2 separate regions of the Anas platyrhynchos genome follow, and region 2 is linked to region 1. The links are chromatin contacts, called in public Hi-C maps. All regions are on one chromosome and are shown on one strand. Each heading gives the region's core, a stretch centred on a gene start, on an enhancer-like site or on the middle of the called end of the contact. The rest is flanking DNA. Distances are from core to core; before and after follow the strand shown. Region 1 overlaps ACVR2A (activin A receptor type 2A). Region 2 holds the start of ACVR2A (activin A receptor type 2A).

Region 1 (5,964 bases), core at 1,093-3,592:
TTTTCTAATAGTTTAGCAAATTGCATCTGCTTGCAGCAAGGTCCGCGTTAACAGAAAAAGCTCTGGAAGGCGGAGGGAAGCAGGACTCTCTCCTCACCCTGGGCAGGTGGCATGGTGAGCACCGCTGCACAGATCCTCTGCCAGATAAAAACAGCCAACAGCACCTGAACCGATGGCCTCAGGATGCAGAACAGGTCACTACGCTTTCTTCTTCCCGTAGCTCAAAGCCTCTGGCCATTAAAACCATCAGTTCAGGTTGGAAGGTGATCTCGGAACCATGCACACCTCGCTGTGCTGTGCCACGCTGTAGTTTTCAAAGGTTAAACTACTTTTTGGTTCCCATTTTTAGAGCTGGGAGTTGCAGGCAGCTGTAGATCACATGCCAATTTATTTATAAAAAGGAAAAAAATAACGCTTAAAGTTTAAGAATGGTATCTTAAGAATGGTATCTTCCCTCCATGACTCAAGAATGGTTGTGGAGCTTCACTGTGAAGCCACACTTCCCTTAAGGATGTGCCAAACGGGACAGGTTGTCTGAAGACTGCCCCACCACAGGCCATCAGTGCTTGAGTTCTTCCCCAGCCATTTCTCTCACACGGCAGTTGAATCAGATGATTTATCCTCTATAAAGGGACCGATTATCCAAATGGGGTCATATATAATCACGTTTCTCTTTCCTGACTCCAAAATAAAGCTTCCAGAGCCCATGCAATTCTCTTTCTTAAATTTTGCTTTGTTTCCCCTTGGTTACATTTATACTACAGCTATTTTTTTGTTAATATGGTCAACAGGTTCCCCTTTAAAGATCATTCTCCTCCCTTTCAAGCTTGGGCTTGGTTTATTTTCAATCAGATGATGGGTGAAGTCGGGACAAGAATAAAAGGAGTCAGACTTTGTAAATTCTGTAATTTAGTCTAAAATTGACTATAACACGTATCCAAATTTCAACCTTTAATTCCCCAGCATCGTTTTGTTTTCTCTTAATAGTGACAATTCTTCTCTTGTTTGCCCCACGAATTCCCCTGTATTTTGCAGTGCATATATGACATACTCCCCTAATTAATATGAAACAAGGTAATTGCTTGTAGCCAGAATACTCCTTCCCTAACAGAAATCAAGTCACTTGAAGCAAGACAGCAGTGGGAATAGAAGGGCCTCTGACAACTCTTTCCAGGTGCAAGATGCTCAGAATATTGCCATAGCAGCATTCTGTTTTCTTCTAAATTACAGTTACAAAGCATCCTGGCTATCAGAGAACAACATGAGACTGACAGAGAGACAACAAAAACTGTACATTCATACCGCAACTCAAATCTCAACTTCTTCAATATTTATGTAAAAAGTCTACCGGTAACGACCACAGTTCCTGAATAAACAGTTCAGTTACTTGTAGTTTCACGTGAAGAATCAGTGATCTAATACATGTAAAAACCACTCCTGGCCAGTACGAAGATCACAGTAGTCTTAAGATGTAGAAGAGCTTTTCTCTCCAGGGAGTGTTTCTCAGACTGGAGGGACCCGAGCAGGACATGCTGCTGCCTTCGGGGCCATCGCCTACATGGGAACGTCAGCCCCAGCCCCTGCTCTCTGTGCTGCTCCCATGGCCCCAAACTGAGACCCCAGCAAGTGCTGTGCCAGCAGGGCCCTGCCCCTGCCCCTGCGATGCAGCACACGGGTGGGAGTGACACAGGCTGCTCTGAGCTCGTCTGTAGCTGAAGAGCCACAAACCAGCGATGCCCGGAGGATTTCTTCATCAAACCCTGCAGACACAACTCCACAGCCTGAGAAATTGTAGGCAACTTTAAGAAAAGGCTAAAGCTGCGTTTTTAAACCCCGCATGCTCACGAATTTCTGGTCCACATTACTGGAAGAACGGAATTGATACCAAAACAACTTCTTACAAGTCCACAGAAAGTTCCATAACCATGAACAAACATCAATGCATCTTACCTCAATCATTATATGAAAGGCGTGCTTGTAGAGAGGGGAAAAAACACAGGCAAAAGAAATTACTATTTAGATCAAGAATGGGATGAAAAAACAGCTTATAAGAAAAGAGACCAAATAAATTGCTTGCGGATCAACAACCAAAATAGTCATGGGGATAGCAATACCTTCCGTGCTAATAACAGATCATTTAAAATGAATAAAAAATCATTGATATGTTAGCAAAGAAAAATGGGCGAAAATAAAGATTTCAATACAGACCATTAGCTGAATCGATCATTGATAATTAAAAATTGACTCATCCATTACAGGTGCCTGAACAGTCCCATCAGTACAGAGCAGTACATGAACGCATGCAGGGTGTTACACGGACACAAGCTATGCAGAGGCATCTCGATGTGCTCACCGCTGTACAGCAGAGGGCAGCGTTGCATTTTTTAAGTTAAGACTGTGCTGGATTTAGTAACTAGCTGTGGAAAATGAAAACTTTTAAGCGTCTGAGTTGCAACTAAACATCACAAACGAATAGGTCTTCATATACCGGATCTTCAGTGCCCAATTTCATCAATAAATCTGGCAGGCTTGAGCTGTAACTAGAACAAGTGAACACTACCCAGCATGTATAGATTACAGTATTTAGGACTATTGCACCCAAATCATGAGTTTACAGACTGTCGGATAAAATGTTACCCAAATCTACGTCCCAGATCACAGCTACTGAAACTTAGCACACATTTCAGTGAGACGAGCCTGTCCGTGCTGCTTCAAAGTGGAGCAGCTCAGGCACCTGCACTGCTTCTCCTGTACCTGTGCCTCAGCCTTGTCTTCTCTAATTCCATCAGGTAGTTGGTGCAGCAGCAGGAAATGCAGGCGGTTGAAGCATTCAGCTGCCACGTAACAGAGCAATCATCCCTTTCCTCACCCTTTGTCTTTACATCCTTAGGATTCGCCAGCGCAGAGCCAGCAGCCTTCTCTCTGCGCTTGAGAACCGTCTAGCACACACTTAGCATTATCTGAATAATTAATAATAGAAAGGCTGAAGTAGTTCTTGAAGGCTAGGCTGGTTGCAGTCGGATTTACAGCTTGCTGTCTGAGCGCTGAGCAGACTCCCTGGCGGCCAGGGCCACTGGGATGGGGTCAGCACCCAGCCCAAGGCTCTGGGGCAGAGTGGCAGCGCTCGTACGGCCTGCAAGCACCTTTGGAAGGGGAAACAAATCATAGAAAACCCTAAACCTTGAACTAATTTCCATTCTTGGTGGTTCCAGGACAATAACAGCCATCCTGTGAGTACTTTAAAACCCCTACAAGTAAGGCAGCAGCACAAACCCCACAGCCCACGAGCACAGAAGTTCCTCCTGCAAAGCCTCCCGTGTTCCTTCGCCTGGAAGAGCAGCCAAGCAAAACAGAAACGCTGCTCAACCCGGGAGCCTGGCAGGGAATGGCTGCTGAGCAGAGCGATCGGTACATCCCTGCCTGCCCACAGCTACTGGGGCAGCAGCAGAACAAACAGGAACTGTTAAAGGAACTTAAAACCACTGAAACAGTTGTTCAGCAAACTTTGTTCCTAGGGCTGTAAAAGAAAATGTGTTAGAGAGAATGATTTTGCAGGTCTGTTTGCTATTAATATTCTCTGTTTACTAAGAATTCAGTAAATTCATTAAAAATAAGTAAAAAATAAATACAGACTTCTTGTTCCTGGTGGGATAATGGGAAACTCTGAGGAGTTGGGGTCCTGCTCACCACTCTTAATGGGATCAGCTCCCCCCCAGCTCTAATACACCAGGCACACATAATATTTTCCAAAAAGAGATGTATGCACATCATAGACCTTTGATTTTAAGGTCACTGCCTCTCCTTTCAGCCCTACAAACCGCCATCCCAGGCCTTTCATTAGAAATGCAAGGATCAACAGTTTAAGCAGTGTCTGCCTATTAAGGAAAGCAAATATATTTACTTCAGGGATCAACACAACTCTTTTATAAAAGTTGGGAGTAATTCAAAACCCCACAACATAGCCATCACCTAACGCAAACAGATGTAAACACACTAACTTACTGTTTATGCTGCCTGAAAACTACTTCTAAAGGTTTTATCTGGGGTTAGGGAAATTGCCGCGGAATTTGTAACCGCCTAGGACAAAAAAATACTGTCAGTGTGACCCCTTCCTAAATCTGGGCTATCCAGAAAACCCATTCTGAACTTTAAATGTGTCACAGATCTTCATAAAGATGGTGCTCAAAATTATTGTATTTCAAAGGTATTGCATCGATTCATTTGCTTGTTCCTAACCAGTGCCTAAAACATGATACCTTCATGTTCGTTCACAGTCCCTTGATTTCTTCAGAGAATGTGAAGTAAAATGCATTATTTTTGCACACCTTGTGAAGGGTGCGAATCTCCTACTAGTGATGTAAAAATTACCTGGAAGATGTCAGCCTCACACATTCAGGAGAGCGTATCTGAGGTTACGCAAACTGGACTTTATTAGGGAAAATGGTTAAAAAGCTCCTGAAGGTTGAGTACTTGGCCACAAACCCACAGAAATCAGCACTCCAGCCCTCCGTGCCTGTTCCTAGCACAAAGAGCATCGCCTCTGAGGAGCCATACCAGAGCTGGGCACCACGGCACAAGGACCAAAGGATGGCACCAGCTTTTCCCCTGCGTCATTCCAGCTGCTGACTGGAATCGATGCTAGGAGAAATTCTTATTAGCCCTGCGGATATAAATGCATCATTACAGAACGTGAAGTCATGCACGCTTCCAGCGGTCCAAATTTAGAGCTCATTCAGTTTTTCCTTTTTAACACGAACCTTGCCACTCATTGTATGCTAATGATTCATTAACCACTGGTACATACCCAACCCTAACTCCTTCCGAGCTGGCCACAAGCCCCAACTCAGTCTTCACCTATCTTCCAAGAAAAATTTCTTCCTACTTCCAATCTCTAGCCACAAAATTATCCATTAGTAACTACTTCTTCCATGATTTTTTTGGAAAACAAATCATTCACGTTACACACACACTTACCAAAAGCCTCGACACAGGCTTAGTGGCCTACACCAGATGTAGGAAGTCAAAAACTGTGGGAAGAGCAACACGTTTTGGTATTTATGTTCCCTCCCTATTAGTTTCCAGCACAGAATTTGTTTTCCCACTGGTACCTGTGCGGCCACCCTACAGGCAGTTCAGAATGTGTCTTGCTTCTGCCACTGCTAGAGATTTTTCTCCTTCGTTGCTATCCATCCCATGTTACGTGGAACTGCTTTCAACTCTGACTTCTTACAGCTGAAACTGAAATAGCAAAGTCCTGATGTAGCTACAAAGGGGTGCTTGTATTTAGCTGTCCTCAGGAAGAGTTGAGCTGAAGAAAGAGCATCGTGGTCTGGTGGTGATGGGAGCCTTCACCCAGCAACCCTAACTGCACAGAGCGTCTCTTTGATACTTAAGTTTTGAGACTGGAGGGCTGATCTCTCTGTGTTTGATTTATGTGCCTCAATGAAGACTAACTCCTGGTTTATCTAGCACATGACTGAACGGTCAGCATGCCCTCCATCTGCAGCACCAATGAGGTTCACCCATAAGGAGGGAAAAAAAACCATACAGGGTTACAGTGCTGGGTATAGGGAGCACTGGGTGAAAAGCTACAGGAGGTGATATTCGGGCTGAAAGCACGAGATGTAGCCCTATGTGATCCTCCTCTCAGAGAAGGAGAGGAAGAAATGGTAATTCCTAGGAAGCAAGCTTGCTTTTATGGATGCATATGGAAGCAAGCAGCTCCCATGCTGCTGGTTCACGAGCTGTTTGAATAGATCTGCCCATTAGGAGCCTCTGAATTCCTGGTAACCCCACACAGGCCTGGATCGGGGCTTTCTCGTGCTCAGTGATTAAACACATGAGCAATCTTTGACCCAAGTCGCTTCAAACGTTTCAGAAGAAAGTACAAAAATAGGTTAAGAGAAATGACATTATGTGAATCTGCAAAGCTTTTCTCAACCCTCTCAACAGATGACTCTTCTT
Region 2 (5,964 bases), core at 1,560-4,059, 41 kb after region 1:
TTAAAACAGAAAGGATTTGGGGGGGTTATTTCTGGCAGCGATCGCCATTTCGCAGCACATTTAAGCCCACACGGAATTGATCAATAACACTACAGACATAAGACTAGACTATCCATTTACTAACCACAGGAAAATGTACTGTTCAGCAGAATCCTGTACATTACAACGCTGAAATTTTAAAAGCCATCGTTACACAGGTCTCATTGCTCCCTGAGACCAGTTACATCCAAAACCTGAGTACTTGTCTGGCAGCTTTCGGGCTGATCAACAAGTACACCTTCCAACCAAGAAAGCCAAAAAAAGTGTAAACACACAGAGTTCAAAATGTAAGCAGAAAGTAGCAGGTTTGCCATCTAAACAAATATTAAGGTTGTTACACCACTCACAGGTTTTTTGTGAAACTGATGAGCTCTGAGCAGAAATACACCAGCAGTCCCTCCAACCACTGGTTGCTACCAGGATTTTCCTCCTAAAGAAGCGTGCGGGAGCTCTCACCCCACGCTTGGTGGCTACCAGGCAGCATCTGAAACCCAACTTTCACACCCGAAAATAGTGAAATATTGAACAGCAAGATGAAAGCGTTACAAATCACTGCTTTGAAACTGAAAGCGTGCCTTTTCAGCCTCTTTCTCTGCACGAACCTATACGTGCGCACACCCCCTGCTAGCATTAGCTCATCCTTGCTGATACCACAACAGTGGCTATCCTGAACTAACAAAGCATTAATGAAGGTGGCCATCCACCACTGAACGCTCCAGAACACGAGCTCTAAATGAAGCTATTTCAGCTTGGTTATCCTCATTTTGGAAAAAAGGAAGATGAAACTACTAATTGCATCGCCAGGTTACCAGATGTGACACTAGGTGGTTATGTCTCCACGTTTGCTGCTGATGATTCCTCTGCAATCCAAGCGCTGCACACATCTGAAGTGTGCTCGTTAGACATTTTTAAGAACCACCACGAGAACAGCTGCTGCCTTCACGGTCACCGCCATCCCCAAACATTTGCCTTTTGGAAGAAGTGATTTCTCCCAACGCAGTCTAACCAAGAAAATCACCTCCAGCTCTCCAGTGCTGACCCCAAAGCCTTAAATTTAAAGTGACAAAAACAACTTTTACTTACCTGAAGAACAAGAGATAAGAAAAACAGCAAACGCCAACTTAGTAGCAGCTCCCATTTTCCAATGCTGTTAAAACATTTAAGTGACTTTAAGTATCCAGTTTCCTGGGTCCAGCAAGCTGGAAAATCCCCCTTCTCGCCGAACAGTTGTAAAGCAATCTACAGCAACATCTCTAAAGAGGGTAATGTTCACGAAACAGTAAAATCAGGTTTATGTAGAGACTGCCGATCTCCCTCCGGCTCTTTCTAGCGAGAATCCGGGTTCAGGGCTGGATATATTTGGAACCGTGTTTCAAAACACACGTGTCATTTGGCTTCTGTACAAACAGTGGCAAAATTTAATTCATAAAAGTATGTTACGAATCCACTAAGAAAAAGAAGTCAGGGATTAAGCCGCCGGACACAAAGAAGTCTCTGAAGAGGCTCCAACTCTGTTCCGCATCAAGCTCCCTAAAGCATCCCCGGTGGGTGCCGAGCGCCGGGAGTCGTACCGAGACCAGCAGCCGGGTCGGGGCTTTCGTCCTGGCTCCCCGTTACGCAACGTGTAGTGTTTGGGAGAAGAAGAGCAGCTCCATTTCGCCTTCCAACGTCCAAAGCCTCCAAGGAAGAGCCGGGTCGGGAGTCCTGCGGGAGGAGGCCGGCAGCCGCACGTGGGCCAGGCTGGGCTTGGGTGGCAGTGCTGTTGAAGGTGCTGGGGGTGCCAAGGAGCAGCAGCACCAGGGCTGGGGCTGGCACCAGCTGAGGGGCAGCAGCAGGGCTGGGGTTGGCACCAGCCCTGACACCGGCTCCCCACAGCTCAGCCCGAGCTCATCGCCCCCCCCCTCCGGGCCGGCCTTCAGCCCGGGCTGAGGAATTGGGGATTTTTTTTTTCCTAAGACACCTCCATCCCCTCCTCCCCCTCTGGAGTGGGGGGGGTCTGTATTTGGTATTTAAACGAGGAGAAGGAGAAAAAAACAGAATTAAATTAAAAACACGCCGCAAAAAGCAGGCAGCGCCCGGCCGCCGGGGAGGAGGGCGGCGAGTCCCGGGGAAGCTCCTGGGGGAGGGAAGGGGCTGAGGGGGGGTCACAGGGGGCTGGGGCAGCCCTGTCCCGCTGTCCTGGCCCCCTCTGTCCGTCTGTCCGTGCCCTGTCCCCCTGTCCCTGCCGCCCGCCGACCCCTCACGGCCGCCTCTCCTCCTCCTCCTCCTCCTCCTCCCCTCGCCCTACCACAACGGCGGCTGTGTCCGGTCAGGATTTTGTGAGGAAAAAATTTAAAAATTAAAAAAAAAAATTAAAAAATTATTTAAAAAAAGGGGGAAAAAGAGCTCGGCGGGGAGGCGCGGAACAGCGGGGAGGGCTCCCCTGGGCCCTGCCCTAGCCCTGGCCCCGGCCCCGGCCCGCTCCCGGCCGCGTCCCCCTCAGCTCCCGGGCGGCGGCGGTGGCGGCGCGGCGGAGCCCAACTCTGCCGGTCCAGCAGCGCGGCTCGGGGCGGGCTGAGGAGCGAGAAAAGGAGAAGGAGAAAAAAAGGCCGAGCCCGGGGGCTCCCTGCGGGCGGCCTCTAGAGCCTGCCGAGGGCGGGCGGCAGCTCGGGGCAGCCCTCGGAGCGCTGCTGCTGCTGCTGCCGCCGCTCCCCTGTGGCTCTCTCATAGCGACCCATTCACCGCGCGGCGTGCGGAGCCGGCCCAAGATGGCGGCGCGGGGCCGATTGTTTTTGTTCCCTCTCCTCCTCCCCCCCCCTTCCCCTCCCAGCCCCCCGCCGCGCCGGGCCCCTCGCGCGAGGCCGGCCCAGCGCGCGCCGCCGAGGATTGACAGCTCTCCGGGCCAATCGCGGGGCGCACAGCCCTCCCGCCCAACCCCGCCCACCCAACCGCGCTCCTCCCCCTGCTCTTCGCCCCGCCCCTACCTGCGCGCCTGCGCGCGGCCACGCCCCGCCTCAGGGAGCGGCCGCGGGGCGCCGCCCGCCCCCCTCAGCGCCCCTCAGCGCTCGCCGTGGGGTGGGCGCGCTGTGGTGCCTCACGGGGCTGCCGCCGCCAGGTGTGAGGGCAGGGCACCGAAGGCACCTGCTGGTTGTGCACGGTTGTGCCCCGGTTGTGTATGTTCACAAAATCATGGTGTGAGCACACATTGCACCTCATGGCGCTCGTGTGAGGTGTGAGCACACAACGCCCCACAGCACTTAGTTGTACCTAACCCACAGTTAGGTGTACCTACACACCGTATCCCAAAGCACCTGTGTGTTAGGTGTACCTTCACACCATATCCCACAGCATTTGTTTGTTAGGTGTACCTACACACCATACCTCACAGCCTTTGTGTATTTGAGATGCTCTCCCCACAGAACTAGCTGCGTCCTGCTGCTGGCAGCTTGCTCGGCCTCCCCCCACCTCACAGTAACTTCTGTTTCCTATCATTGTGTGATGAGAGAACAAGAAGAGTGAATAAACCCCAATTTTCTCACCTTTGGGGGCAAATGTGTGTATATTGGTGCTGCTCCAGCTAAAACACTCTCAGTATCAACCCTAAGGACAGCAGTTCTGTGAAAGTCCCTACCTTTTTTCCTCGAATTTTTAAATGGATACCGTAAAATATGTTGCCTGTTTCTGAGTGAAAAGGAATACATGTTACATTTAGACCTGCTGAACAACATGGGAAAGCATAAGCGCCTCATAAACACCTGTGCTGGTCAAAGCAAGAAGTACCAAGCTCCCCGAAAGCTGGTACGTTGTTCACTAACCTTAGACGTGTATCAAATCGCTTCAGATGCCTTCCTTTTCAGACTGATGGCATGGCCTAAGGTTTTTGGTGATACTACGTGGTACTAAATTGGAAGGCATGTTTTTCACATACGTGAATTTGCAACCAAGTCAAGGCTGAGCAGCACCGCCGAGCTGTGTGAGCTACGCTGATCCGCAGATCAGCAGAGGTGTTTGGTAATTAGACCTGGTGAGCCACCATTAGCACCTGGATTCAGAGATGGAGAGATGTAGATACTTCGGTCTGTTCATATTGAGGTACCTGCTGGGGTTCCTAACCAGGATTTGGGCATCCTCGGTGTTTCTCTGCCGTGTTCAAACACCTACCGACACAAAGTTCATCCACCAGTGACATTTTTGCTTTCAAACATCCAAAAAGTTAAACAAGATGCATTGGGCCTGTGCACATCTAGAAGCATCAAGACATGTGGCAACGCTTTTTATGCCATCTTTTATCCAGGTAGTTCGGAATGATTTACAAGCATTAATTAATGTAAGTATTACAACACTCCTACTTAATCTGTAGTTTTTAATATTCTTCAATAGCAGAATATTTAAACGTGACCTGTTCTGCAGGTTGTATTTTCCCTTGGCTCAGCTTCTTCAGAATGCTCGTCATGTTGCCACATGAGCAGGAAATTATAGCTAAAAATATTGCTATTGTATGTGTGTGTGTGTGTGTGTGTGTGTACATAGTTTTTTCCATTATAGGCATTAGGTTCACTTTTTTTTTTTTAACTGACAGAATGCAATTTATGTTCCATATTCGTATTTTTCTGTTTATATTTAATACAAAATAGCCTAAATGTGTCATCTGTATAACATCATTTGCATGAATGTCATAGGAAGGAGGTGCCTTTCTCAAGTAGCTTATTATTTGTAAGCATGGGTGGTTATTTTGCTCGCAGGATCGGTTCAGCAGAGCAAAGCCTTCTGGCCATCCAGTAAATGCTACAAAAGTGGTGACCTTCTGTGTACGGTTGGTCTTGGCAATCACAGGTTTATCAGGTTTGTAGGAATTGCCCATGAAGTGTGTGCTTCTTTCTTTTCCTGCCCCGTTTTGAGGCCTGATGGGACCATGCCAAGTGGTATATGGATTAGGAGGACTGGTGGTGAGTAGGATCAAGGAACCCATTCATACCAGTCCAGGAGCATCAGCATTATTATAGGTGTCTGTTCTCAGCTCTTCTGGTGCTGCATGTAGGCCTTGCATCCTTTGCAGAGCTACCTGCTGCAGTATAAGGAAAGGAACAAGTAAGGAGAGGCAAAAATATACTCATTTTTGGTATGCAAACAATAAAAACCATTTTTGTTGCATGGATGCAACACCTTTCCATGGGTTCAGTTATGTTGTTAAAAGCACAATATCGATAGAGCTGTATCTGTGTTTGCTCCCACTGAATTATATATATTTTAAATAAACAAGGTAGTTTGGTGCAAATATTGTACACTCCTTAGAAGAAATTGCTTACCATTTTTGTGAGGTACTTGATGCAAAATGCTCTAAAGGCTTTGTGCTTTCTCTAGGCTCTTGCTGTTATTGCTAGTAAAAGGATGAGTTTTATCCCAAGTAGACATATTAAATGTCAATACAGTTGCCATCTCCTCTTCCTTTTTAAATGTCTTTTTGCTTGCCTTTCTCATGTGAATTTCAGGGGTGTTTCCCATTTCTACCTTTTGACTTTTCATTTCTATTTTCCTTTTCCCTTAAACTCCAGATCTTTTTTTTCCCTCTTCTAAGATCACTCTGTCTATGCATTTTTAATGAATCATTTACTGTGACGTATGAGCACTGAAGATACAATATCAGGGACGTACGCATCTGCAGAGAGCCTGCAAGCAGGAGTAGCAGCAAGATGAAATGGATGTGATCATAGTTCCGTTCTTTTGTTCAGATGGGATGGTGCTTGGCCTAGAGGCAGCACAAATTTAACTTTCCTTCTAGGGAATAACGAGAAGAATTAAAAAGCGGCAATGTCTCATTTTTCTTTTCCAGAGCACTGCTAGGAATAGAGGATTTCATCTGTGCCTTGGCTGTTTTCACACTTACCACTGAATCGATACTGTTTACACAGAAACAGCATCATAGGTAAGAATCTATTGTGCAAGACT

Evidence for each region. A called contact is a pair of places that touch in the nucleus more often than the background predicts.
Region 2: a contact with region 1 is called in a Hi-C map of skeletal muscle, with 3 times the contacts expected there. The contact joins the promoter of ACVR2A here to the enhancer-like site in region 1. A contact is called at or near these places in 2 of 8 Hi-C or Micro-C datasets (liver and skeletal muscle).

What each region holds. Positions count from the first base shown.
Region 1 is chr7:3,112,444-3,118,407 of IASCAAS_PekinDuck_T2T, forward strand. ACVR2A (activin A receptor type 2A) reads right to left here. Exons shown (of 12, transcript XM_021275966.4): 5 at 1,951-1,974. Among named protein-coding and RNA genes, the nearest start is that of ORC4, 35 kb to the left of the region's middle. Within about 2 kb of position 2,343, at least 1 of the 8 cell types and tissues checked has an H3K27ac peak or open chromatin away from gene starts, as enhancers often do.
Region 2 is chr7:3,152,505-3,158,468 of IASCAAS_PekinDuck_T2T, forward strand. It overlaps ACVR2A (activin A receptor type 2A), which reads right to left and starts at 2,810. Exons shown (of 12, transcript XM_021275966.4): 1 at 1,123-2,810. The coding sequence starts at 1,177.